Linked DNA regions of Mus musculus: all the other regions are linked to region 2. The links are chromatin contacts, called in public Hi-C, HiChIP or PLAC-seq and promoter capture Hi-C maps. All regions are on one chromosome and are shown on one strand. Each heading gives the region's core, a stretch centred on a gene start, on an enhancer-like site or on the middle of the called end of the contact. The rest is flanking DNA. Distances are from core to core; before and after follow the strand shown. Region 1 holds the start of Nupr1l (nuclear protein transcriptional regulator 1 like). Region 2 holds the start of Slc15a4 (solute carrier family 15, member 4). Region 3 holds the start of Vkorc1l1 (vitamin K epoxide reductase complex, subunit 1-like 1). Region 4 holds the start of Bri3bp (Bri3 binding protein). Region 5 holds the start of Sumf2 (sulfatase modifying factor 2). Region 6 holds the start of Cct6a (chaperonin containing Tcp1, subunit 6a (zeta)). Region 7 holds the start of Ubc (ubiquitin C).

Region 1 (3,110 bases), core at 533-3,032, 2.3 Mb after region 2:
TAAATTGATAAACTTTGTTGGCCTGAGGATTAGCAAAGTGGTAGTGCTTAGTACGTTTGAGACCCTGGGATTAATCCTCAAGATACTTTGTTAAGTCCGATATCCGTGTTGCTTTAAGGATGAGATCTATTAATGATTGTCTTTCTTTAAAACAATCATGTGGGGGCCATTCAGATAGTTCATCAGATAAAGGTGGGTGTTACCAAGCTTGAGGTTTTGAGTTCAACCCACAGGACCCACTGGGTGGGAGGAGAGAATAGATTTCCAAAAACTATCCTCTGACATTGTAAGGCCCCGGATGCTGGGCCTCCATTCAAGTCCTGGGATGAACTGGCCAACACCCCACCATCCCGAGAGAAAACCACACCTGATGCAAGCTGCAAGAGGTTTTATTATCAGCTAGCTGAGGACGAACCCCTGGAGCCTCGCAGGGCAGGGGAGTTCGACCCCAGAGGTGACAGTAGGGGGCTTTTAACAGCTAGCTGAGGAATTGGGAGGAGTTGGGAGGAGTTCTTCTCTTCCGGGTGTCCTTGGTGACAAGACAGGAGTGGGGAGTGAGTTCTTTCTGAATTTTTATCTCTGTGTCCTCGGCACAGGAAGGCCGGCATCTCTGGTTGTACAGTATAGAAACAAAAAAGCCTTTTGCTGGCTATAGAGAACAAAGAGCTTCTTTCTAGCTGTATTTTTAAAGATCAGGGAAAACAAGCTTGGGGAAATGTTTTAGGGGTTTACCTTTCAGGGAGAAATGCTTTAAGCCAGGGTCTCACAACATCCATGTGCACACACATTACTTTTACATTTACATGCATTTATTTGTGTGAATGAGTGTTTTGCCTGCTTGTATGTATGCCCCAGGAAGCCAGAAAAGGGCTTCAGGTCCCCTGGGACTGGAGATGTAGACAGTTTTGAGCTACCATGTGAGTGTTGGGAGTAGAACCCAGATCCTCTGCAAGATCATAACCACTAAACCCTCTCCAGCCCCTTGGCTCTAACATGCTACTTGTGATGTTTAGTAAGTCTGTCTTCTTAACTTATGAAGCATGCCTTTGTGTAGATTTGTTGAGGGAATTTCCAGAGATTATAGATTGGAGAGAGACAACCCACCTTGAATGTAGCTGCATCATCAGTAGGCTGGGAACTTGAATAAAAATGGAGGGGGGGGGGTACCAAAAAAAAAAAAAAAAAAAAAACACAAGCAAGATGCTAGAATTCCCCTTTCTTTGCTTCCTAATGGACGAATGCAGATTGAATAAGTAGCCTCAAGATCCTGCCCACCGTGTCTTAGCTGATTGTATTCTCAAACGATGAGCCAAAAAAATAACCTTCCCTAAACAGATTATTGCCAAACATTTGGTTATAACAATGAAATAGTAATGTCGTGAAGAGAATTTTCTTGTCACAAGAACAAAGTTAAAGCAATTCAGCAAGCCAGTTTTCTTTTTGCACAAATGAACCCAAACTAGGCTAGCAAATTCATTTGGCCAGAGCTCCTCGTCTTTTATCGCAGTGTTAGGATTATAGGTGTGTGCACAACCACACCTGACTTATACAGTGATGGGGATGGAACCCAGGCCTTTGTGCATGCTAGCACTCTACTGAGTCACATTCCCCAATTCCGTCCCTTCAGGTTTTAACCAGCGAAACCAGGTTTATTATACTTATTTACAATTCGGACCCCGCGAAGAAACACAATTCCGCATCTGGAACAAAGAAGCATGGAAGCCACGCCCCCTGTGAGGTCACAGAGCGCTCCCTACAGCGGAGCCAATAGGAGCACTGGGTGGGGCATTCCGGCGGAGTGACCAGCGGCGGCGGCGGGCGGAGCGCATCGGCGATGGACCCTCCAACTCGTCCTTCTGTCTCCGGCCCAAGGACTCGAGCCCGCCCGCCGCCGCCGGAGGCGCTGCCCACCGTCGGCTTCGAAGAGGAGGTGTACGACTGCCTGGATTACTACTACCTGCGTGACTTCCCGGCCTCTGGGGCTGGACGCAGCAAGGGCCGGACGCGGCGCGAGCAGCAGCTACGCACCAACTACCCGGTGCCCGGCGGCCACGAGCGCAAGGTGGCGCAGATACTGCTCAACGGGCAGCGCAAGCGGCGCCAGCGCCAGCTGCAACCGCGGCCGCGCACACGCCTGGCCTGAGCACACGCCACGCTTGAGCGGGTATGGGCAGGCGGAGCCCATTGGTGTTGGGTAGGGAGTAGAATGTATATCTCAGGTCGGCCTCGAACTCAGTGTGTAGCAGAGGATTACCTTGGACTCCAGATTGTCCTGCATCCAGCTTCCATGGATGGGCTGGGATGCTAAGACATGAGCCACAATGTCCAATTCTTTTTTTACTCTCTTCTCTTTTCCTTTCCTTTTCTTCTCATTTCTGACACTGTCTCCTAAACTGACCTCGAACTCATCACCCCTCCAGCGTTTACCTTAAAATGCTAAAGTTTCAAGCATGGGCCATGATTCCCTGCTGTGTGGTTTTGTTTTATTGATGATGCCCGTAGCCCAGGATTCCATGGTGTGTAGCAAGCCTCAGCTTCTCTAGTCCTGAGATGACAGGTCTGGCCACCATATTCACCTGTCATCTGCTTCTGAGACTTCCCAGCGTTAATCATAACTGTGCTGGCTCCCGATCCCCGACCCAGGGGTTTCCCGGCTGCTGGTGAAAGTCTCCACCGTTTGGAAGTTTGCAATTGTGTGAGAAAAGTCTACATTGGAAATATAGGGAAATGTCCGAGGAAATCCATCTTGGCAGGGTGGCTCACACCTGTAATCCATCTCCAGCCTCTGTGCTCAGGAGACCGCTGGAATTGGAGGCCAACCAGGAACACTCTTTGAGGCACTGTCCCAAAACAAAACTGCCCCTCCTCCTTGTTTGCTTCCAATTGCTGTAATAAACACCGTGAACTTTTGCTTGCAACTTGGGCAGGAAAGGGGTTGTTTCACCTTAAAGCTTACAGCCCTTCCTGAAGTCAGGGCAGGAACCCAGAGGCAGGAACCGGAAGCACAGTTCCCAGAGGTTCATGTTCAGTTACCTTTCTTGTACCTCCCAGGACTATCAGCCCCGGGTGATACCGCCCACAGTGAGCTGAGCGTTGAGAAAAATCCCCGC
Region 2 (3,319 bases), core at 272-2,771:
TTGTACATGTCTATCCTCCAAGTCATAACTTCACCCTTTTCTCTTTCAGATCTCAACGCAGATGACTCCACCAACAGAACGTCCCTTCTCCTTAAAACCACAATGGTTACTGCATCACGAATAAATCCCACCTCAACTCTTCCTTACCACCCAGATCATAACTGTTTATACAGCTTTCCCCTATTCCAGTACTTCCACCACCACCCCCCCACACACACACACACAAAGCTCCCCCAGAGCAGAGGGTGGGTGTTGTTCTCTCCCCTCCTACAGTCCCCTACCAGATGCAAGAGCAGATGTGGACAGCGGTGCGCACAGGGGAGGGGAAGGGGCTGTTACTCCCTCTTACTCAGTCCTGGACCTAGTGCCAGGTGTGGAATGGGTTCTACTCATGGGCTTCCTCCCCACACGCATTAGAGGGAGTCTTGCCCTTCCTCCTACCCACTCGGGTGTTGGAGCAGATGGGTTTCCTCCTGCCACTCTCCAAGGGAAGAGCAGGTCTCCTTCCTCACCTCCACTAACAAGGAGGGATCAGAGGCAGGTGGCCTTCTTCTCTGCACTACAAGGGAGATTCCCTGGGTTGGGAAATTCCTCTCCCTCACCTTAACCTTTCTCTAGATCTGAGGCGATGTGGGGTGCAGGTCTATGGGTTGGGAAGCTTGGTGGGCAGCCCTGTGCTTTCCGATCGATTGCGCATAGGTGCAGAGGCAAGTGGGGATGTAGGCTTAGGTGTTTGGGGTGGCTCCTTTTTTCCAATCAGTGGAAGAACCCTGGGGGACAGGAGGTGCAGATGATACACAGGCTACCGTGCCAGTTCCCCCGTGTCCCCAGCGTTGTTAAAGTCAACGCTTAGGTTCGGGTAGCCGTGGTGCGCAGGAGGTGCGGCGGGGGGGGGGGGGGTGGTGGTCCCCAAACCCGGGAAGACCTGAGCGGGTCCGGCTCACCTGATCGGCGCCGAAGGGCGTGATGTTGGCCTTGACCGTGGCCACCCCGAGACCCACGAGCACGAGCCCCGCGAAGGTGGCGGGGGCACAGCGGCGCGCGGCGTTCTCGGGACACGACGCTGACCCGTTGGGGAAGGGCGCCGAGCAGTTGCGCACGAGCTCGGGCCGCGGGTCCCCGCAGAGGAAGGAGCGCGAGCGGGGCGCGGCCAGCAGCGGGAAGGCCAGCAGGCCCAGCAGGTAGAGGGCCAGGCTGAGCAGGATGGCGCGGGCCCGGCCGAGGCGGGCGTCGGCGAGCCAGCCCCCGAACGGCGAGCCCAGATAGGTGAGGCCCATGAAGAGCAGCAGCGCCTGGCTGGCCTGCGCGCCCTCCCAGTCGAACGGCGCGCCATTCAGGAACAGCACCAGGTTGGCCGTGACGCCGTAGAAGGCCGCGCGCTCCAGCAGCTCGGCCAACAGCACCGCCCCGCACGCCGCACGCCGCCCCGCGAACACCGCGGACGCCGCCGACACTGCCGGACGCCGCGAACCCAACAGCGGCGCCCGCTCGCCCTCCATGGCCGGTTCACTGAGGACTCGGTAGCCCAACTCTCGCGAGACAGCGAGTTCCCTCCCTCTCCCGCCGCCGCCTTTTAACTGGGCAAGCTGGGCGGGGGTGGCTGCCGGTTCCGCCCCCGGAAATCCGGCCAAGCGGGCCTTTCACTTGACAGCGGTTTGTTGTTGAGATGCGTGGAGGGATGGTGGTTCCTATGGCTGGAGGGGTTCCACCGGGAAACTGGAACCCTAGACTCCGAGGTTCCGGCCCCAAACTGGGTTCCTAATCCAGGTCACCAGGGTCTAAATCTTCCCTTCTTGCCATCTTCTCAGGACCCAGGCGTCAAGTGTAACAGTCTCGGCCTCCTCTCCCTCTCTTGGTATCTCACTTTTCTGTCTCTTCTTAAAACAAAAATTACTAAAATTTATTTATTTTTGGTTTTTTTCGAGACAGGGTTTCTCGGTGTAGCCCTGGCTGTCCTGGAACTCATTTTGTAGACCAGGCTAGCCTCGAACTCAGAAATCCGCCTGCCTCTGCCTCCCAAGTGCTGGGATTAAAGGCGTGCGCCACTACCGCCCTGCTGCTGCTGCTGCTTCTTCTTCTTCTTCTTCTTCTTCTTCTTATTATTATTATTATTATTTTAAGGACTGAAGAGATAACTCCACAGTTAAGAGCACTGGCTGCTAGTCAGAGGTTCTGGGCTCGATTCCCAGCACCCACCTTGTGTCTCCTAACAATCTGTAACTCTAGTTCCTCGTGGATCCGGCACCTTCTTCTGGCCTCCAGGGCTACTGCACACACACAGGGTGCACAGACCTCCATGAACGCAAAGCATCCATACACATAAAACTAAACACATCTTTAGTGGCACATGCCACTAATCCCAGCTCTTGGGAGGCAGAGGCGGGCGAATCTCTGTGAGTTCGAAACCAGTGTAGTCGACACAGTGAGTTCTGCCAGGGCTGCATAGTGAGACCCTGTCTCAAAAAAAAAAAAAAAAAAAAAAGGAAAGGAAAAAAGAAAAAGAAAGAAAGAAAGGGAAAGAAAAGAAGAAGAGAAAAGAAAAGAAAAGAAAAGAAACTAAAACCAAAACCTTTATTTACAGCCTATAACTGACTCTTAGTCCTGCTGGTAAGTAAGACTGAGTCTTGGAACGTTTGCTTAAAGACTGGACCAGTGAGATGGCTTACCAAGTAAAGGTGCTTGCTACCCGGCCTGGTGATAGCCTGAGTTCTATCCCCCTGCTGGGAGCCCCACACAATGGATAGACAGCAGACACTGCATGTATGTCCACACATACAGACACAGGCAATTAAAAAGAAAAAGTTCTGCTAAGCTAAGCATGACATACTTGAACAAACTCTGTATTGGAATGATAAGGCTAATAAACCATTTGGACTGACTGAGCTGGTAACTCACTGCGCAGTCTGACTGGTACTAACTAATCCGATGGGTCAGTCTCTTCAGGGAAATGGCGAAGCTAATGGCTCGGAGGGGCCTTGGAGTTAAGTGTGTGGAGGGAGGAATTTTAGGCAGTGTGCTGGGGCCCCTGAACTTGGTACTTTGAGGATGGAGACAAACCCAGAATGCAGAATATTCTAGTGTGGTCACAGTGTTGGAGGTGGTGGTGGGAAGTGACCCAATGGCACAGTTAGCTTCAGTTGTCAATGTCACACACAAGGGAAGAGGAAACTTCAGCTGAGGAATTGCCCCCAACAGATTGGCCTGTGGGCACGTCTGTGAGAGCATTTTCTTGCTTGGTGATTGATGTGAGAGGGCCCAGCCCCACTGTGGGTGATGCCAACCCTGGGCAGGTGATCCTCGGCTGTATAATGAAAGTAGC
Region 3 (3,492 bases), core at 28-2,527, 2.3 Mb after region 2:
AGCTGCATTGAAGCAAAAGCTAGCAATCTCCATCAACAGCTTGTTTCTTTGTAGACACAGATATCCTTACATGGGTTTTCCTGTCCAGTTTTGACAGCAAGGAAGCTCAGAATCAGTTATGGCTCAATTTTAACAATTTTGCAAGCCTCTATGACCTCCTCACGTTTCGTTTTCTTCTGATTTCCCTTTTTCCAAGTTTTTGAGCTTTTTTTTTAAAGTTCATTTTTATCCTTTTAGTATGGATTATGTTAAAGCCACATCAAATCCAAATTATAGAGAAGTATTCATGAACCCATTTAAAAATAGGTTTTTTTAAATGTAAAAATAGTTTTGCGCATTTAAGAAAAAAGTTTCTCACATGTTGAACACAAGACGCCTGGAGGTGGTGCCTGGGGAAGATCATGTCACACAAACGTGTCTCTGGAGCTCTGGAGCCATTGGTCAGGGACAATTTGGATTGGATAAGAAATATCAAGTGATAACGACGGAAATGTGTGTGTGTGCAGAAAGGCAACTGATTGCTACCAGGAGCCAAGGGCTTGCCCAGTCAAGCATTGTAGTAGTATCTTTGAAATCGATCCCTTGTAACAGACCCTAAGATTAAGCCAAACCACCTCTCGCCTCACCCCTTTCCTAGGCCACACCCCTCATCCTTCCTGGTCACGCCCCTGCCCCATCCAGCACACCAGAGTTTTTGCGCTCCGCCCCTTCCCTTCGCTCCCGCCCCACCTTGTTCCGCCTCCCTTCTGACCGCGCCCTCCAGTGTAACGAACCCCATTTCTCAGCACCACCCTTCACTTGCGCCACGCAACCCTGGCTGCTTACAACCTCCGCCTCTTCCCCGCCCGCGCGCGGTTTTCCCACCCGCCCCTTTAAAATCAAACCACGCCCACCGTCAGCCACGCCCTCCGCATGCGCCGCACCACCTCCCCGCTGTTGCGCGCTCCGCCTCCTCCCTCCACACTTATGAGCGGCTTTCTCGCTCCGCCCCAATTCTGGTCAAGCTCCGCCCCTCCTCAAGCCCTTCCCTCTTTCAGACCCCGCCCTCCGCATGCGCCGCACCGCCTCCCTGGCGGTTGCGCGCTCCGCCCCTCCCTCTGTGTCCGCGCGCGCCTTCCCCGCCCAGTCCGCCTCACTCCTCTCGGGGCGGTTGGGCCGCGCGCCTGTGGGGGCGGGGCCCGGAGGAGGCGACCGAGCCAATGGGGCGCGGCGGTGGTGGCGGCGGCGGCGGCGGCGGCGGAGGCGGTGGCGGCAGCGGCGGCGGCTGGGTCGGGCCCCGACGGGCGGCGGCGTCTGAGGTGGAGGCGGAGGGAGGCGGCGGCGGCGGCGGAGGGGGGAAGATGGCGGCGCCCGTCCTGCTGAGAGTGTCGGTGCCGCGTTGGGAACGGGTGGCCCGGTATGCAGTGTGCGCCGCCGGGATCCTGCTCTCCATCTACGCCTACCACGTGGAGCGGGAGAAGGAGAGGGACCCGGAGCACCGGGCCCTCTGCGACCTGGGGCCCTGGGTGAAGTGCTCCGCCGCCCTGGCCTCCAGGTAGCCCGGCTTGAGTGAGGGGAGCGCGACGCGGGCGGCGGCGGGGGGCGGGGAGCGCGCGGGGAGCTCCGGCCTGAGAGAGCGGGGCCCGGGCCGCGACCCGGACGGCGGTGACCGGGGGGCGGCGGCTGAGGGCAGGCCTCCGGGATGAGGTGGCACAGTGCAGCCGGGAGGGCGCGGGCGCGTCCTGGCCGGTGTGACTTTTCTCCCTGTTGTCGCCGAGAGAGGCGTGTGAAGACCCCCGATGCAGAGATCGGCGAAGCCAGCATTCATCCCCGGGGTCTTGGGACCTCTGCTACCCCGGGGCTATATGTCCGGTGGCTTTTATCACTATCCTCTGGGTTGTTCGGGACAGGTGTTTTCGGTGCTCAGGCCTCTTTGTACTCAGAGTTAAGGAGAATTGGCAGCCTTCTGGAGGCGACAGTGACATTTGCGGGTAGACACGCATTTGACCCTACTCTGGAAGAGGAAGGTACCAGCACTTAACCCTATCTGATTTCTTGGATTTTTCTCCCTTGTGTATTTCACGAAGTGTGCCCAGCAGGGGGAAAATGGCCAGAGTTCGGGTCTACTTTAAGTTTAGAGTAAACGATGAGTACCTTGTGTATAGTGATATTTTAGGTACTACGATGACTGTTATTTTATGAAAGGATCTGAGTTGTGACCCACACTGGCCTGAAACTCATCGGACTATAACCTCTACAGCTATTCCCCTGCCTCAGTCTTTTGAGTAGGGAAATACAAGCATGCACCACCGTGGGTGACTTAGAATGACTTTTACATGTTGCTGATTAGTATTAGCGGAATAATCCGCAAGAGATTAGATTTACGAAACTTTGCTAAGCAGGTTTATTTAAACAATTTTTTGTTTCTTGAAAATACCATCGATTTTTTTTCCTGTTAACATTTTATGTAGTGTGCTAGCTTTTTTTCTTAGAAAAAAGTATTTTACACTTTTAAAAAAGGCTTTTTAAAAAACTGATAGCAGTCATCAAAACCAGCAAAAGTGAAAAGAATTATTGCAGAATAGATAGTTTGACATTTTAATAGAGAGTCCTACCCCTAATATTTTGATGTTTGTTAACAGTGCTTAACATTTCACTACATTCCCTCCTTTTGATAAATGCTAGGGAGACACAAATGTATATAGCTCACTAGTTTATTTTGCCCTCCATATTGGTGGAGGAGTATTTGAAGAAGCTAGGGTTGGAGTTTCTTATCTGCAAACTTAAGGCTGTTGATCTTTCCCACTTAGCCCTTTTCATAGACCAGCTAGGCTAGGCTAGCTCGTGCTTATAAGTGGAATTCCTGTAACTTTTTAGTAGAAAAATGGTTGTCATTATGGCCTCATTAAGCAGTTTTGTTTTTTTTTTTTAAATGCATTGAGTTTATAGTGCAGAATGTATCTGTGATGAAGAGCCCTCAGGAGTTTTATTTGCATCCAGGTTGAGGCCTCCTAGACTTTCTTTTAGACTAGACACCTTGAGAACCACTAAGTGTATCGTGCTTCTATTGCACATATTTATGTTGGGAGTGGGGTAGCACACACACTTATGGAGGTCATTGGACAACATGTGGGAGTCAGTTTCCCACCAGATGGGTCCTAGGGATTGAACTCAGGTCATCAGGCTTGCTGGCAAGCATCTTTACCAGCTGAGTCCTCTCACTGAGCCCACCAAGTATATTTTATGCACACATTCACATTTTTAAATGTTCTTTGCACCTTTGGAAAGGATTTTTTTTTTTTTTTCTTTTTGAGACAGGGTTTCTCTGTATAGCCCTGGCTGTCCTGGAACTCACTCTGTAGACCAGGCTGGCCTTGAACTCAGAAATCCGCCTGCCTCTGCCTCCTAAGTGCTGGGATTAAAGGTGTGCGCCACCACCGCCCGGCTTTGGAAAGAATTTTTAAACTTAAGTTTTTAACACCCCAAATTGAATGAATGAATGCAGAATAAAAA
Region 4 (3,098 bases), core at 415-2,914, 2.2 Mb before region 2:
GAGTTTGAGGACAGCCTGGTCTACAGAGTGAGTTCCAGGACAGCCAGGGCTATACAGAGAAACCCTGTCTGGAAAAACAAAACAAAACAAAACAAAACAAAACAAAACAACAACTTCAAAAAAGAATTATTACTGTGAGCCAGGCAGTAATGGTGCACGCCTTTAATCCCAGCATTTGGGAGGCAGAGGCAGGCGCATCTCTGTAGTTCTAAGGCCAATCTGGTCTATAGAGTTTGTTCTGGGATAGCCAGAGCTAACACAGAGAAACCCTGTCTCAAAAAACAAAACAAAAACAAAAACAACAAAACAACAAACAACTAATAACCCAAACAAAAAACTAAGTTGTTGTGTGCATGCGAAAGTCAAAAGAGTAGTATCCCAGTGATAGAAATCAGGTTGTCAGACTGTAGCCGAGTCAGAACCTCAGCTATTTGTAGTTGGAATAACAGACCTGAACCATCACTTAGCTTAGTGAGGGCCTCTTTAAGGGTGGTTATGAGCCACCATGTGGTTGGCTGGGATTTGAACTCAGGGCCTCCGGAAGAGCAGTCAGTGCTCTTAACTGCTGAACCATCTCTCCAGCCCCCCCCCCCCCACTTAGCTTTATATTACCATCATTTTGAATTAAAATGTTACATGATTTCTGTTCTCACCCTGTCTGCCCCCAACCCCTCAAATGTATCTCAGTAAATTAACTGATTAATTAAATTAATCAATTTTTTTTCCAGACAAGATTTCTCTGTGTAGTCTTGGCTGTTCTGGAACTCACTCAGTAGACCAGGCTGGCCTAGACATCACAGAGATCCACCTACCTCTGCCTCCTCTTCCTCTTTTTATTTGAAACAGGGCCCCACTATTTAGGGAAGGTTGTACTGGGACTCAGGGTATAACTTCCTCCCTCAGCCTCTCTAGGGTTGGACAGGAATGCACCAAGATGCCCTGAATACGGTTAATGAGGCTCTTAAATTTTTCAAGTTCATAGTCCTCTGGTCTTCTTGACTGCCATGGAGGGTCATATACAAGAAGCTCAGTAGTTTTTCCTGTAGGGAGCCCTGAATTTTGGATTGTGAGTTCCTCTCATCCCTACACACCTGTAAATTGGGGCTCTAGGGCTTTGCTCCTTTAAGTCCTTGTAAGTGGCGTGGTGCCGGTACTTCCTGACACCAGAACTGACTGGCGGGAACAACTCTAGACACCCTCCCCCCTCCCAATCTCTTTTGATGAGTCCTGCGGAAAACCCCCTGATCCCATCAAATCCTTTATATGGGACTGCTCGATGCTAAATCATTGCTCTGGCCCCCTCCTCTCACATCAGCTCGCCTCCCCTGTCCCATCACTAGCTTCTCCTCTCCAACCACTTTATGGCTCGGAAATGCCATCTGTTCTCAGGAGGGGCCTGAGAACGAAAGAACGCGTGCTCCGCGCCGCCTGCTTTTGGGGTGTGGGGAGGTGACACACCTGTCCTTCAGTGTTTTCAAACGCTTGCAAGGATCCGGCCCCGATCAGGAGTGATCCTGTGCAAGCCCCGCAGGCTCTGCGGTGTGCAGCAGAGTTGATACTATCAGCTTCAAGGGTACAGGGGAGGCGTCCCCTAGGGGCTGCGGGTGGGAGGCGGGGCTTCGTGCGCGGGGCGGGGCGGGGCTGCAAGGCGGGGCGGGGCGACGGCGCGCCCACGCGGTGCGGCCCCGGAGCCCTCTCTGGCCGTGTGCTCCGCCCTCTCCCCCTTTCAGCCCCGCGACCCTCCTCCCCTGGCCGAACATGGGCGCGCGCGCGTCCCAGGAGCCCCGGACCCGGGTCCGGGCCGGGTTGCGGGTGCTGCTGCCGGTTCTGCTTCTGGCGCTGCTGCTGCTGGCGCTGGTGGCTCCTGGAGCGCAGGGGGCTCGGGGCCGCGGGGCTGCGGACAAGAACAGCCACCGGCGCGCGACGAGCAGCTTCTCGCAGAGCGTGAGCAGCCTCTTCGGAGAGGACAACGTGCGCGCGGCTCAGAAGGTGGGCGGCGCGCCCGCGGTCACCTTGCCGGGCCTGGAGACCGTTGGGGGTGGGGGGGGCGATCCGAGCTGGGGACAGTCGCGGCCTGCTGCAGCCCGGACCGAGCGCGGCCCCCGGGTGCGCGTGACGCCCGCGCGCTACCCGCCGCGTCTCAATGGTCGACCACTATGAGCCAGGCACTGGGGACGTCCGGGTCCCCGCGCGGCCCGGCCCCATGGGCCTTCTGCCTTCTTCTACCTCTTGCCTCGGAGATAACTGGGCCGAGTTCTCTTTTCCAGGGAGTGATGGGGTCTGAGCTATTGCTTTAGCAACCTGATCGCCTACTGTGTGTTTGGGGTGGGGGTGGGGAACCTCTTGGTTGGAACCTTTGGTTCAGCTTGGGAGCCTAGGGTCTCCGGGACTGGGATGAGCCCCTCCACCAAGGAGCTCTCCCCCGGCTCCTCCTTGGTACCTACGTTGCGTACACCGTACTGAAAAAAGAGAAGTCAAGATGCACGCGGTTCTTTTGCCTTCCTCTCGTTTCCTCCCTGGTCTCTGGTCTCGGGGTTGTGGAGTCCAGAGAACTTTGGGTCCAAGTTGGGGCGCTCCCTCTTTCCAGCAGGATGAGATTAGGTCGGTGACTTCACTTGATGTGTGTGAGTATGGAGTCCAGAAGTCAACCTCAGGTATTCAACTTAAGGAGTCGTCCACCTTTGTATTTTGAGACAAGTTTTCTTATTCCTCCGAAGTTTGAAGATGAGGCCAAGCTGGCTGGCCAGTGGGCCTCTTCGATCTTCGTGCTCCACTTCCCCAGCATCGGGTTTCAAGCGTTCTTGGGCTTGTCCTAGGGTTATACTGGAACCCAGGTCCTTATAGTTGCACAGGAAGTTCTTTATCGCCATCTCTTCCCAGTCCCAGTGACTAACTTTTAGATATTTTGTATTATGTTTATTTGTTGACTGTATTACGTGTGTGTGTGCGCGCACCTATGTGCACATGTACGTACGAAAGTCAGAAGACAGCTTTAGGACATCTTTAAAGTTCTCTGCTTCCACCGTGTGGGTCTTGAGAATCCTTATTTGGTCATCTGGCCTGTGGCAAGCACCTTTATTGGCTGAGCCATCTTACCT
Region 5 (3,373 bases), core at 79-2,578, 2.2 Mb after region 2:
GTACACGATCATGGCGGCTCGCGGGCGGGCGGCAGACACAGCAGTTTGGGTTGATAGCTCATCTGTCCTCTCTTCCTCCTTTTCAGTACTGTGATCGCCACCAACATTCTCCTGGTCGACGAGATCATGCGAGCTGGGATGTCCTCTCTGAAGGGTTGAGGCCTGCCTGTGATACTACAGGATGTTGGGGGGAATGGTTATTTTTGTCCAAGCTTCAAGTGATTTGGAAAAAAATTTTCTCTTCCTGATTGGAGAAAAGAAACGGGACATTTGACACCTATTCAAATTATACTGTAAAATTTTATTTTATTTTTGCCTTGAGTATCTGAAGACACTCAAAGCAGCTCTTTTTCAACCCACTGAACAAGATGTTTTAGCTACACCGATACAAAAATTACATAAGATAAGCATGTTGTCTACCCTTGTTCCGTAAGTGTTCTTTGAAAGTTTGTAATGGTTTTCTCCTAAATAAGGCATGGTGACACATGCCTGTAAGCCTAGCCCTTTGGAAATAGTCCGGAATTTCTATGCCAACTCAGGCTACAGGAGACCCCAGGTCGAAAGAATAATTTGTTGTGGATGTATTTGAAATTATCCAGCCAACTCCCTGTTAAACATGTAAGATCCTTGCCAGTGTAAAACACATCTGGGTAATTTATGGGTTTCATAATGTCTAATAAATACTTAAAGAGTGAAGCTACTGGATCATTCACACTTGAAATGACTGAAAATGCTTCAGAAAAGCTAATAAAGCCAAGTTACTCCGTGGAGGCTGGAAGGTCAGAACTCTGCCACCCAACTTCCAGACATGGGAACACAAGAGGCTGAGAGAGTTACACATTTAACAGCCAAAAGGACGGTTGTTGAAGAATAAGGGTTTGGGTGAAACAAGATTTTTTAGGCTATTTTCTATCTTGGTTTTGCATCATACCTGTAACAGCTTATCTCTTTGGTTTTCATGTACTTGATTTTATGTGTGATACTTGGGGAGAGGGGCTGGCTCCGTATTCCACAGTGAGTGAGTGAACAGCTCAACTGAATAGAGGAAAATATCTGGGTGGAGAGTTGGCTCAGCTACGTACTACTGGTTCTCACAGACAGGCAGTTAGTGCCCAGCACCGTGGGCAACTTCTAGCCAGCTGAGACTGCAGCACATTGGACCTGCAAGGGTGTTAACATCACACAAAAGCAGTCAGATAAAATCAGAGTAGGATGGGTGTGGGCCTGTGTTCATTCATGGGCGGGCCTGACAGGCAAGCTCCCAAGGAGCGCCCTGCCATTGGTCACTGAGTCAGTGCGAGTGCGCAGGCGCGAAGAAGCGCCCGAGCAGACGCATGCGCTCTGAGTTCTGGTTCCCCAGCATGGGTTCCTTGCTCCCTCCGGTGTTGCTGCTGTGGCTCCTGTCCTGCCCCAGGCTTCAGCTAGGTCAGTGTGTGGCTCTGTGCCTATATCACCCTTATCCTTGAACACCTGAAAGTGACTGTATCCTGCGCTCTAGATGCTACCCTAACCTCGGAGGGGGTTTGCAGGGTCTCGGGCTACTTGCTGGGGCTGGCCATCATGAAACTGCACTTTTTCTTTTTTTTTTTCTTTTTTTGAAGCAGGGTCTCTTCTGGTATTCAGCCCTGTCTGGGGCGTTGGGAGTAAGGCATTCTGATTTTCCTTTTCTCCATTTCCATGTCTTGAGCTGGTGCACTCGTGTGACTCGTAGCTTTTATTTGTAGAAAGCTTTGAAAGTTAAAGATACGCTTAAGTCACATACATAGTAATCGGATACTCAAAATGTTGTTTAAATGCACCTTTTATCTCTAGTTACTTTTGGATTCAGTTTTTCTTAGGATATTTTATGTGTATGAGTGTTTTGCAACCTCGTATATAGGTGCACCACGAGGGTGTCTGGTGCCGGCGGAGGTCAGGTTGGATCCCTACAACAGAAGAAACATGGTTATAAACCACTGCTTGGGTGCTGGAGACTGAAAACGGAGCGTCTTCGAGAGCAACAGGAGCTCTTATATACTAATATCCTATTTTATTTTATACTTGAGGCAGAGGCTCAACTATGTCGCCTTGTCTGGCCTGGAACATAGACCAGGCTAACCTCAAATTCATAGAGATTCAAGCACTCTCTCAGCTAAGCTACGGCGCAGAGGCCCCTTGTTTAGGGGTTTGGTTTTTTTTTTTGGGGGGGGGTGAGGGTGGGTTATTTATTTATTTAATTATTTATTTATTTATTTTGGTATAAAGGTCTTGACTGTGTAGCCCTAGCTTGTCTTGAGCTTGTGATCTCCAGCGACAGCTTCTTTAGAATTGGGATTATAAGGCATAAAATATGGTCTTAGATTGTAGTTTGTTATGTGACAGAATCTCACTATGTAGACCAGGCTGGCCTCAAATCACAAAGATCCATCAGTTTCTGCCTCTGTATGCTGGGGCTTAGAGGTGTCCACTTTTTATGTATGTGTTTGTGTGCCGTGAGTGTACAGATACTGGCAAAGGACAGAAGATTTAACCTGGTCCTTAAAAAAAATTTAATTTTGGCTTTTAGAGACAGAGTTTCTCTGTGTATCCTTGGCTGTCCTGGACTCATTCTGTAGACCAGACAGGGCTCAAACTCAGAGAAATGCCTGCCTCTACCTTCCAAGTGCTGGGATTAAAGGGCCACCACTGCTCAACCCTAAAAATATTTTTTAAAATGTTAGTTTGTTAAATTACAATCAAACTACAGTTTATATTGCAGCTTGATATTTCATTCCCCTTTAATTTGAGATCTCCCTACTCACTCGGTTTTTTTTGCCCTCTCGGGATTATTCTTGAGATGGGTAGAATTGTATCAGAATGAGAAGAGGGTTAAATATAAGACCCTGAAAAGCAGGGTCTGGTTGCTTATACACCTTTAATCTCTTGAGAGGCAAAGGTAGGTAGATCTCTGTGACTGCCAAGCAAGGCTAGTCCATCTATATAGTGATTTCTTTTCAGGCCAGCCCAGGGTTGGAGTGGGGTGGGAGTAGGGTGACCTTGTCATCAAAAACTAAAATAAGGGAAAAAAGCAACTAATTTTAAAATGAGAAGCTAGGGTCGAGCACCACATAGCATATGTGAGACCCTGGTTTCAATTCCCTGTGACACACACATCAAGTTCTTGAGCCTGGGGCACAGTGCCACATGCCTGCAATCTTAGCATTGGTGAGGCAGAGATGGGAGGGTCCCTGGGGTGAAGGAGCTGTAGAATTGTTTGGGTTGTTTTTTTGTTTTGTTTTGTTTTGTTTTTAAATCAGAAAGATTGCCATGCAGAAAAACCCTATCTCACACAAAAATAAAAAAGTAATATGCACATAAATTATGGGTGTGATTCATTTGTACAGTGCTTGCTTAA
Region 6 (3,297 bases), core at 3-2,502, 2.2 Mb after region 2:
CTTTGTACCGGTTAAACCGGCACTCATCCTCTGAGCTACATACCCTATAGTTCTGTTTTCTTTAGACAGGGTCTTCCTATGTAGCCACGGCTGGCCTGGAACTTGCTATGCAGACCAGGCTGGCCTTGAACTCACAGAGATCTGCTTGCCTCCCGTGTTGTGACTATGCCTGGCTCTGTATAGTAGAAGAATAAGAATTTTTCTTTCCTATCAAAATGGCAAAGCCTTCAGTATATATAGCTCAGTGGAATACGTCCAATGGCATTACGAGTTGTCATCTGTGTGGAGAAGTGATTCATATTCATATACATGTTTAAAAATTCAGTACGTATCTATATGTTAAGTGCTCAACATACAGACAGGAAAAACACTTATACGCTTAATATTATTTTCTTTTTAAAAAAATGTTTAAAAGAATGCTTTCAAAGACTGGGCACCACTGTCCAGCCATTAGTTGTTAGTTTTTAGCAGGCTTAGTAGCTCATACCACTTTGGAAGTTGAAGCAGGACTGCTACGAGTTAGAATACCAGTCCGTGTTAGACAGTTCGTGGTCTAGCTGGGACATAGAATGAAACAAGGATTACTATTTGTTTCATTATTTTAAAAAAATTAAAACAAAATCCATTTTAGTTTTCAAGCTGCCTCAATGACCTGGGCCCTAAGAACAGACTGATCCTGAGTCTCCTCAACGCCCATCGCACCACTCCTAAAGCCATCTAGTACTTTCTACCTAGCGTAGTCCTCCCGTCAACCTCCGGGGTCTTAAAACGACCAGGGTACAGGGGAAGGCTCCATTTTCTGTGCTCCCCAATTTACGGATAAAACAGGCAAGGAAAAAAAAAAAATGAACCTGGGAAATCTCGCGAGAGTGTGAGGGAAGCATCCCGGAGTCCAGTAGCTAGAGACACCCTGCAACTAGAGGCCGACGCCTCTGCTTCCTGTCACACCCAGTCGAGTGCAGAGGCCGAAGCATCCCTCACACACGACCTGCAGGGCTTTTCCTGCACCGCGGAGCCGCGCAGCCTCCACGCTGCAAACTCTTAAAAGCGCCGAACCGTGACGCTGGGGGGCGAGCACAACGGAACCTTAAGATCCAGAGTGCCGATGACGGGAGAACCAGTTTCTCAGATGCGCAATGACGTCGCAACTGGGCGTGGTGGGCGGGTCTTAGAGAGACCAGCGTTGGATTAAGCCAATCAGCGGGCGGCAGGAGGGTCGCCACCCAATGGAGGTGCTCTGTGGGCACGCCGGGGGCGGGCCGGGTGCGTAAGACTTTTCGAGAAGACCCCGCAGAGAGCACGTTGTTCTCGGCCTCTCCCGGAGCTAGGCCAGCCATGGCGGCGGTAAAGACCCTAAATCCGAAGGCCGAGGTGGCCCGGGCCCAGGCAGCGCTGGCGGTGAACATCAGCGCGGCTCGGGGCCTGCAGGATGTTCTGAGGACCAACTTGGGGCCTAAGGGCACCATGAAGATGTAAGCCCGGGCTGGCGGGAGGGCGGGCCTGGCGGCTCGATGGCCGCAAACTCGAGTCGCTGCCTCCAGGCCTTCGCGCTAGCGTTTTCTTTCTCCCATGTCTGGGCTGCATCCCATCCAAACCCCCCGAATCCGCGCCTTTCGGGGTTGGCATTTGCACCTATTTCTTATAGAGGAAGAGAGTGGCGTGTGCAACCTTCCCGAACCCAGCCCCGGGCCCCGAGTTTACTGGGATGTAGGAGTAAAGTCCAAATTTCAGGGGATCTGTTTTTGTTACCTCGTTAGCTAGCAAATGAATAAAGTTCACTGAGACATAGCGCTTGGATTTTTTTTTAATTAGTCTTAATTCACTCTCTTTTCTCGCCTCTCGTATCCGTTCCTCAAATTGCGGTTGCTTTGGAGTCGTATATTTCATAGCCTCCTTTGGTTCCCTTTACACCTCATTCTTTTTTGTGGGAATTTTCTTTATGTATTTAGTTGAGATCGGGTCTGACTGATAAGTTACGGCTTGTCTGGAACTCCCTGTGATTCACTTGCCTTCAAGAGGGGATGGGGGATATACATTACCTCCCCTTGGCTGCTTTGTGGAATTCTTACTTGTTTTGTTTTAATTAGAAAAAGTCACATCCTTGCTCATCAATTCCTTCCCATTTGGCAGGCTTGTATCTGGTGCTGGAGACATCAAACTTACTAAAGATGGCAATGTGCTGCTTCATGAAATGGTAAGAGGCTGCCGGGCTGGGTTTAAAAAAAAATTTTTTTTTTTGACCTCTTGCTCCATTTGAGGTGAATAAAATTCTTCATCAGGTCATCATGTCTTTCAGGCAGAAATATAGGAAGTGCTTTAGTGGGTGAGGAACTCTGTCAAATGTGACACATGTGTTTGGATCCTTGGGTTTTTTGTTTGTTTTGGGGGGGTCTACTTTGTAGTCTGGGCTAAAATAAAAAATTGTATAAAAGAATATTGTTATCTCTACTTTAGCTAAATATTGTACCACATAGCTATAATCCCGGCACTCAGCCAGATCTCTTGAGTTCAAAACCAGGTAGAGCTACATAAGCATAGTGAGACCTTGTCTCAAAAACAGGGCAATGGGAAAGAAAACCAAAAAATAAATGCTCATCTTTCCACTCAACTGCAGGAGAAATGAAAATCTTACTTTTGTTTGTTTAAGATAAATCTCACTGTGCAGCCCTGCTTGGCCTCAAACTGGGATTAAAGCTATGCCTCTCACACCGGGCTGTCTTATAGTTATTATTTTTGTCCCAGGGATCATATTAAATTGACCCAACTACCCATTTCCCTCACTTTCAGGTCCTATAGTTCAAACCCTAGTAAAGGGGATGGCTTGAAATCCAAGCAAAATGTAGCCAGCAGTACTGTGCAGTCTTAGTGGAAGGCATTGAAAGAAGCCTGTCCATGTTGTACCCTAGGTAATGGTTTAAGTCATTTAAATAGTTCTTTTTCTACCTACAGCAAATTCAACACCCAACAGCCTCTTTGATAGCAAAAGTGGCTACAGCCCAGGATGACATAACTGGCGATGGCACTACATCCAATGTCCTCATCATCGGGGAGCTGCTCAAACAGGCGGACCTGTACATTTCTGAAGTATGTATGCTTCTTGCTTCTGTGCTCTGTTTGGTGGGCTATTGGTACACAGTGATGTGAAGCTAGCTGAGGGCACACTGTGGAATGGTCGGGCTGCTTAGCTCTGGGAGCCTGTGCCTGTCTGTAACCTGGTCTGAAATGAGTGAAAAAAACCTGCCGACTGTATGTAAATGATTACATGTTTATCATTTACCTGCTAGCCTCAGACTCACA
Region 7 (3,076 bases), core at 231-2,730, 2.2 Mb before region 2:
TTCTGTCTATTTGAACAGTTTGCAGAAAAGCCTGACCTCTGGGAGGTTATGAAACCACAGCAGTCCCGGATTCAGTTTCAGAATGGTAATATAGCAAGTTACTACTGCAAAACTAAGTCTGAGCCCATGCCTATCGCTGACCTCAGCACTGGGGACACTGAGGTGGGCAGATCTCTAACTGGAAGGTCAGCCAGAGACAGTGTAATCCTGCCTCAACTCTCCTTCCCCCAAAAGAACACCAAACTTTTGTCTGAACGATTAAAATTAGTCTGGAGTGGTGGTACTGGCCTTGGACCTCATCACATGGGGTGGTAGAGGCAGAGATTTTGACAGTTTAAAAAAAAACACCCTTGTCGCAGGACAATGGTGGTGCCTTTCGTCCCAACACTTGGGAGGCAGAGGCAGGAGGATTTCTGGGTTCGAGGCCAGCCTGATCTACAGAGTGAGATGCGGGACAGCCAGGACTACATAGAGAAACCGTCTCGAACCCCCCCCCCAAAAGTTTCAGTAGTCATAGTTGTACAGCGACATTCTTAAAACGAAACAGGACAAGAATGGCTCACATTTCCCCTCTGAATTTCCGGTTCCTGTTTACTCTGGAGAGGCTACCGGAGGCCGAGACCCAAACCCTGTCCTACAACCGAGGGAAAGCTAAAGTCAAGATAGTGACGTCACTATCCATTAGGAGGCCACGCAACCCGCGACGTCACAGGGGGCGGCAGGCCAGGCAGGCTGAACCGCCGCCCAACCCCCTTCCGGTCTCGATCGCACTTCCGTCTTTCAGCAAACGAACGGACGAACGCCGGGCCAATCGACCTCTCGGGCCAGCCCAATATCCACGGCTCTCACAGCAGAGGCTCCTACGGCGCGCAACCCTAATTCAGTCCCCACCCCACAGTCTCCGACGTCCCCGGCTTAACCGGAGGGCAGCGGCCTCGCGGGCCTTTTTCCTCCCCCAACCTCGTCCTGCGCGTCAGAGCCCCGCGTCTTCCCCCTCAGGCTTCCATCTGGCCGCCATCTTGCCGCCCAGTCCTCTGCCTCGGGGCAGCCGCGGTCCGCGCGGGCCACGGAAACCAAACGTCTGGGCCGCGGGGCTGCCTCTCGCCCCGTCTCGCCTCCAGCCTCCCGTCCCCGACCGGGTGCGGCGGCTTTCTCCTCACCAGCGGTGGTGGCGGCAGTCCTCACACAGCAGACGGAACTCGCAGTCTCCACGGAACTAGCTGCGGCACGCCCGGCGTCTCTTTATATAGTCACCGAAGCCCCGCCCCCCCCCTTCCGCGCGGTCCCTCCGCGGGCAATGCGGTCAGGGACTACTTTGTAACGCCGGGTCCAGTCTCGGCAGCGAAAGCGACAGGCTAAAACTATCAAGGTACCTCTCTCACGGAGTTGTTTCACGGTGGCGTCCAGAGATTGAGGGGCTTTGTGTGGGAGGGCAGGGCTGTGACCTCGGGCGACTCCGCGGAGGGATCAGCGCGCGTGAGACGATCGGCACGAAAACACGGCTGGGATCACTGAGGCCGGAGCGGGCCTTGGCGCAGGCGCCCTGCGGCTTCGCGGCCTGGCGCCCCTAGTCAGGCCACCACCCCCCACCCCCCCTGTTTTCTTTCCGCGCTAGGGGGACCCAGGGCTTTGGCTCCTGTCACACTGGGATCCCATTGGTGACCTCGCCTCCTCAATCCCCTCATCCCCGGCGGGTCACTATGCCCAGCCCTCACTGTTTTGGCACAGTGACAGGGTGGATGACTGTGCAAATCTCCTAACAAGGAAAATGACAAAGGGTTTTTAATAAATTTAAAAAAAAAAAATACGAAGGAGGGAATCTCTCCCCGATTTGGAAAAACGAATCTGAGTTTGTCAAGGAAAGCAGACAGTCTACACAGTTCTTGAAAACTGTTGGCATTAGATCTGAAGCCCAGCAGAACCTGATCTTTCCAGATTTTTCCTAAACCTTGTGTCCTTGGATTCGAGAAGGTTCTATGTTTTCTATGTGCTTGTCACTAAGTAAAGGTCAAAATTTCCAAATGTTGTTCATATTTGTTGTTCATATTCTGAGACTGAACCCACTGAAGCCCTGATTTTTAAATTTTTGTTGTTCAGATGGGGGTTTCTCTGTGTAGCCCTGCCTGTCCTGGAATATGCTATGTAGACCAGGCTGGTCTCAAGTTTATATAGGTCCTCCTGCCTCTGCCTCCCAAGTATGGTCTACAGATCAAGTTCCAGAATGGCCAGGGCTACACTTGACTTGAAAAACCAAAAACCAAACAAAAAACCCCCACAAAAACAAAAAAGCACAAATGTGCACGTGTAGTACAATGTTCAGATTACAGCAAGCATATATCCCACTTATACGAATCAAATTATTCAGGGTTTTTTTTGTTTTGTTTTGTTTTGTTTTTTTTTTTTTGGTTTTTTGAGACAGGGTTTCTCTGTGTAGCCCTGACTGTCCTGGAACTCACTTTGTAGACCAGGCTGGCCCCGAACTCAGAAATCCACCTGCCTCTGCCTCCAAAGTGCTGGGATTAAAGGCCTGCGCCACCACTGCCCAGCTCAGGTTTTTGAAATGTAAGGCCTAAGACCTTAGAAGGTAAGAATTGAATCCCTGATGGGGAGAGATGGCTCCCCAGTAGGAACAGGTCTTTTTCCAGAGTACATGAATTCAATACCCAGCAACCCTGTCAGGCAGCTAGCTTGTGACTCCAGCTTCAGGAGGGTCCAATGTCCCTAGGGACACTTTCACATACATGTGGCACACACTTAGATGGACACACACTATTAAATGCCTTTAATCTCAGCATTTTTTGAGTTTTTTTGAGACAGGGTTCCTATATGTAGCCCTGGCTGCCCTGGGACTCATGACATAGATCAGGCTGGGTTCTAACTTGCAGTTGATACTCCTGCCTCTACCACCCAGACGCTGAGAATTCAGGCCTGTCTGGCTCCCTGGTTTAGGAATTCATAAACATTCAAGATCAGAGGTATTGTTCAAAATATACTTTAACTGCAGGTGTTGTTCAGAATAGACTTAATTTTCTGTGATTTTTTTCCATGAATCGAGGTCATATGCCACTATAAAATT

The links. A called contact is a pair of places that touch in the nucleus more often than the background predicts. HiChIP or PLAC-seq counts read pairs in DNA pulled down with a chosen protein or histone mark. Capture Hi-C pulls out chosen DNA fragments and counts their contacts.
Region 1: an H3K27ac HiChIP or PLAC-seq map of large pre-B cells shows a contact between it and region 2, with 5 times the contacts expected there. The contact joins the promoter of Nupr1l here to the promoter of Slc15a4 in region 2. A contact is called at or near these places in 2 of 39 promoter capture datasets (liver and pre-B cells) and 1 of 115 datasets of contacts at active chromatin or transcription factors (large pre-B cells).
Region 3: an H3K27ac HiChIP or PLAC-seq map of bone marrow-derived dendritic cells shows a contact between it and region 2, with 5 times the contacts expected there. The contact joins the promoter of Vkorc1l1 here to the promoter of Slc15a4 in region 2. A contact is called at or near these places in 1 of 39 promoter capture datasets (pre-B cells) and 1 of 115 datasets of contacts at active chromatin or transcription factors (bone marrow-derived dendritic cells).
Region 4: an H3K27ac HiChIP or PLAC-seq map of epiblast stem cells shows a contact between it and region 2, with 9 times the contacts expected there. The contact joins the promoter of Bri3bp here to the promoter of Slc15a4 in region 2. A contact is called at or near these places in 4 of 115 datasets of contacts at active chromatin or transcription factors (epiblast stem cells, forebrain, large pre-B cells and 1 more).
Region 5: an H3K27ac HiChIP or PLAC-seq map of bone marrow-derived dendritic cells shows a contact between it and region 2, with 12 times the contacts expected there. The contact joins the promoter of Sumf2 here to the promoter of Slc15a4 in region 2. A contact is called at or near these places in 1 of 39 promoter capture datasets (pre-B cells), 1 of 115 datasets of contacts at active chromatin or transcription factors (bone marrow-derived dendritic cells) and 1 of 9 other capture datasets (pancreatic islet).
Region 6: a contact with region 2 is called in a promoter capture Hi-C map of adipose tissue, with 2.3 times the contacts expected there. The contact joins the promoter of Cct6a here to the promoter of Slc15a4 in region 2. A contact is called at or near these places in 1 of 484 Hi-C or Micro-C datasets (B cells), 1 of 115 datasets of contacts at active chromatin or transcription factors (bone marrow-derived dendritic cells) and 2 of 9 other capture datasets (adipose tissue and liver).
Region 7: a Hi-C map of B cells shows a contact between it and region 2, with 6 read pairs. The contact joins the promoter of Ubc here to the promoter of Slc15a4 in region 2. A contact is called at or near these places in 3 of 39 promoter capture datasets (the C10 cell line and pre-B cells) and 1 of 484 Hi-C or Micro-C datasets (B cells).

Annotation. Positions count from the first base shown.
Region 1 is chr5:129,906,758-129,909,867 of GRCm38.p6, forward strand. It overlaps Nupr1l (nuclear protein transcriptional regulator 1 like), which reads left to right and starts at 1,783. Exons shown (of 3, transcript NM_026916.3): 1 at 1,783-2,164. The coding sequence starts at 1,835. The coding sequence ends at 2,143. It also overlaps a transcript of Zbed5 not described here.
Region 2 is chr5:127,615,871-127,619,189 of GRCm38.p6, forward strand. It overlaps Slc15a4 (solute carrier family 15, member 4), which reads right to left and starts at 1,522. Exons shown (of 8, transcript NM_133895.1): 1 at 945-1,522. The coding sequence starts at 1,499.
Region 3 is chr5:129,940,832-129,944,323 of GRCm38.p6, forward strand. Vkorc1l1 (vitamin K epoxide reductase complex, subunit 1-like 1) reads left to right here and starts at 1,278. Exons shown (of 3, transcript NM_027121.4): 1 at 1,278-1,534. The coding sequence starts at 1,341.
Region 4 is chr5:125,439,904-125,443,001 of GRCm38.p6, forward strand. It overlaps Bri3bp (Bri3 binding protein), which reads left to right and starts at 1,665. Exons shown (of 3, transcript NM_029752.2): 1 at 1,665-1,989. The coding sequence starts at 1,759.
Region 5 is chr5:129,845,662-129,849,034 of GRCm38.p6, forward strand. It overlaps Sumf2 (sulfatase modifying factor 2), which reads left to right and starts at 1,329. Exons shown (of 9, transcript NM_026445.2): 1 at 1,329-1,425. The coding sequence starts at 1,335. It overlaps Cct6a (chaperonin containing Tcp1, subunit 6a (zeta)), which reads left to right. Exons shown (of 13, transcript NM_009838.2): 13 at 87-782. The coding sequence ends at 159.
Region 6 is chr5:129,786,104-129,789,400 of GRCm38.p6, forward strand. It overlaps Cct6a (chaperonin containing Tcp1, subunit 6a (zeta)), which reads left to right and starts at 1,253. Exons shown (of 13, transcript NM_009838.2): 1 at 1,253-1,472; 2 at 2,131-2,194; 3 at 2,950-3,084. The coding sequence starts at 1,336. Psph (phosphoserine phosphatase) reads right to left here and starts at 1,150. Exons shown (of 8, transcript NM_133900.4): 1 at 852-1,150.
Region 7 is chr5:125,388,537-125,391,612 of GRCm38.p6, forward strand. Ubc (ubiquitin C) reads right to left here and starts at 1,481. Exons shown (of 2, transcript NM_019639.4): 1 at 1,374-1,481.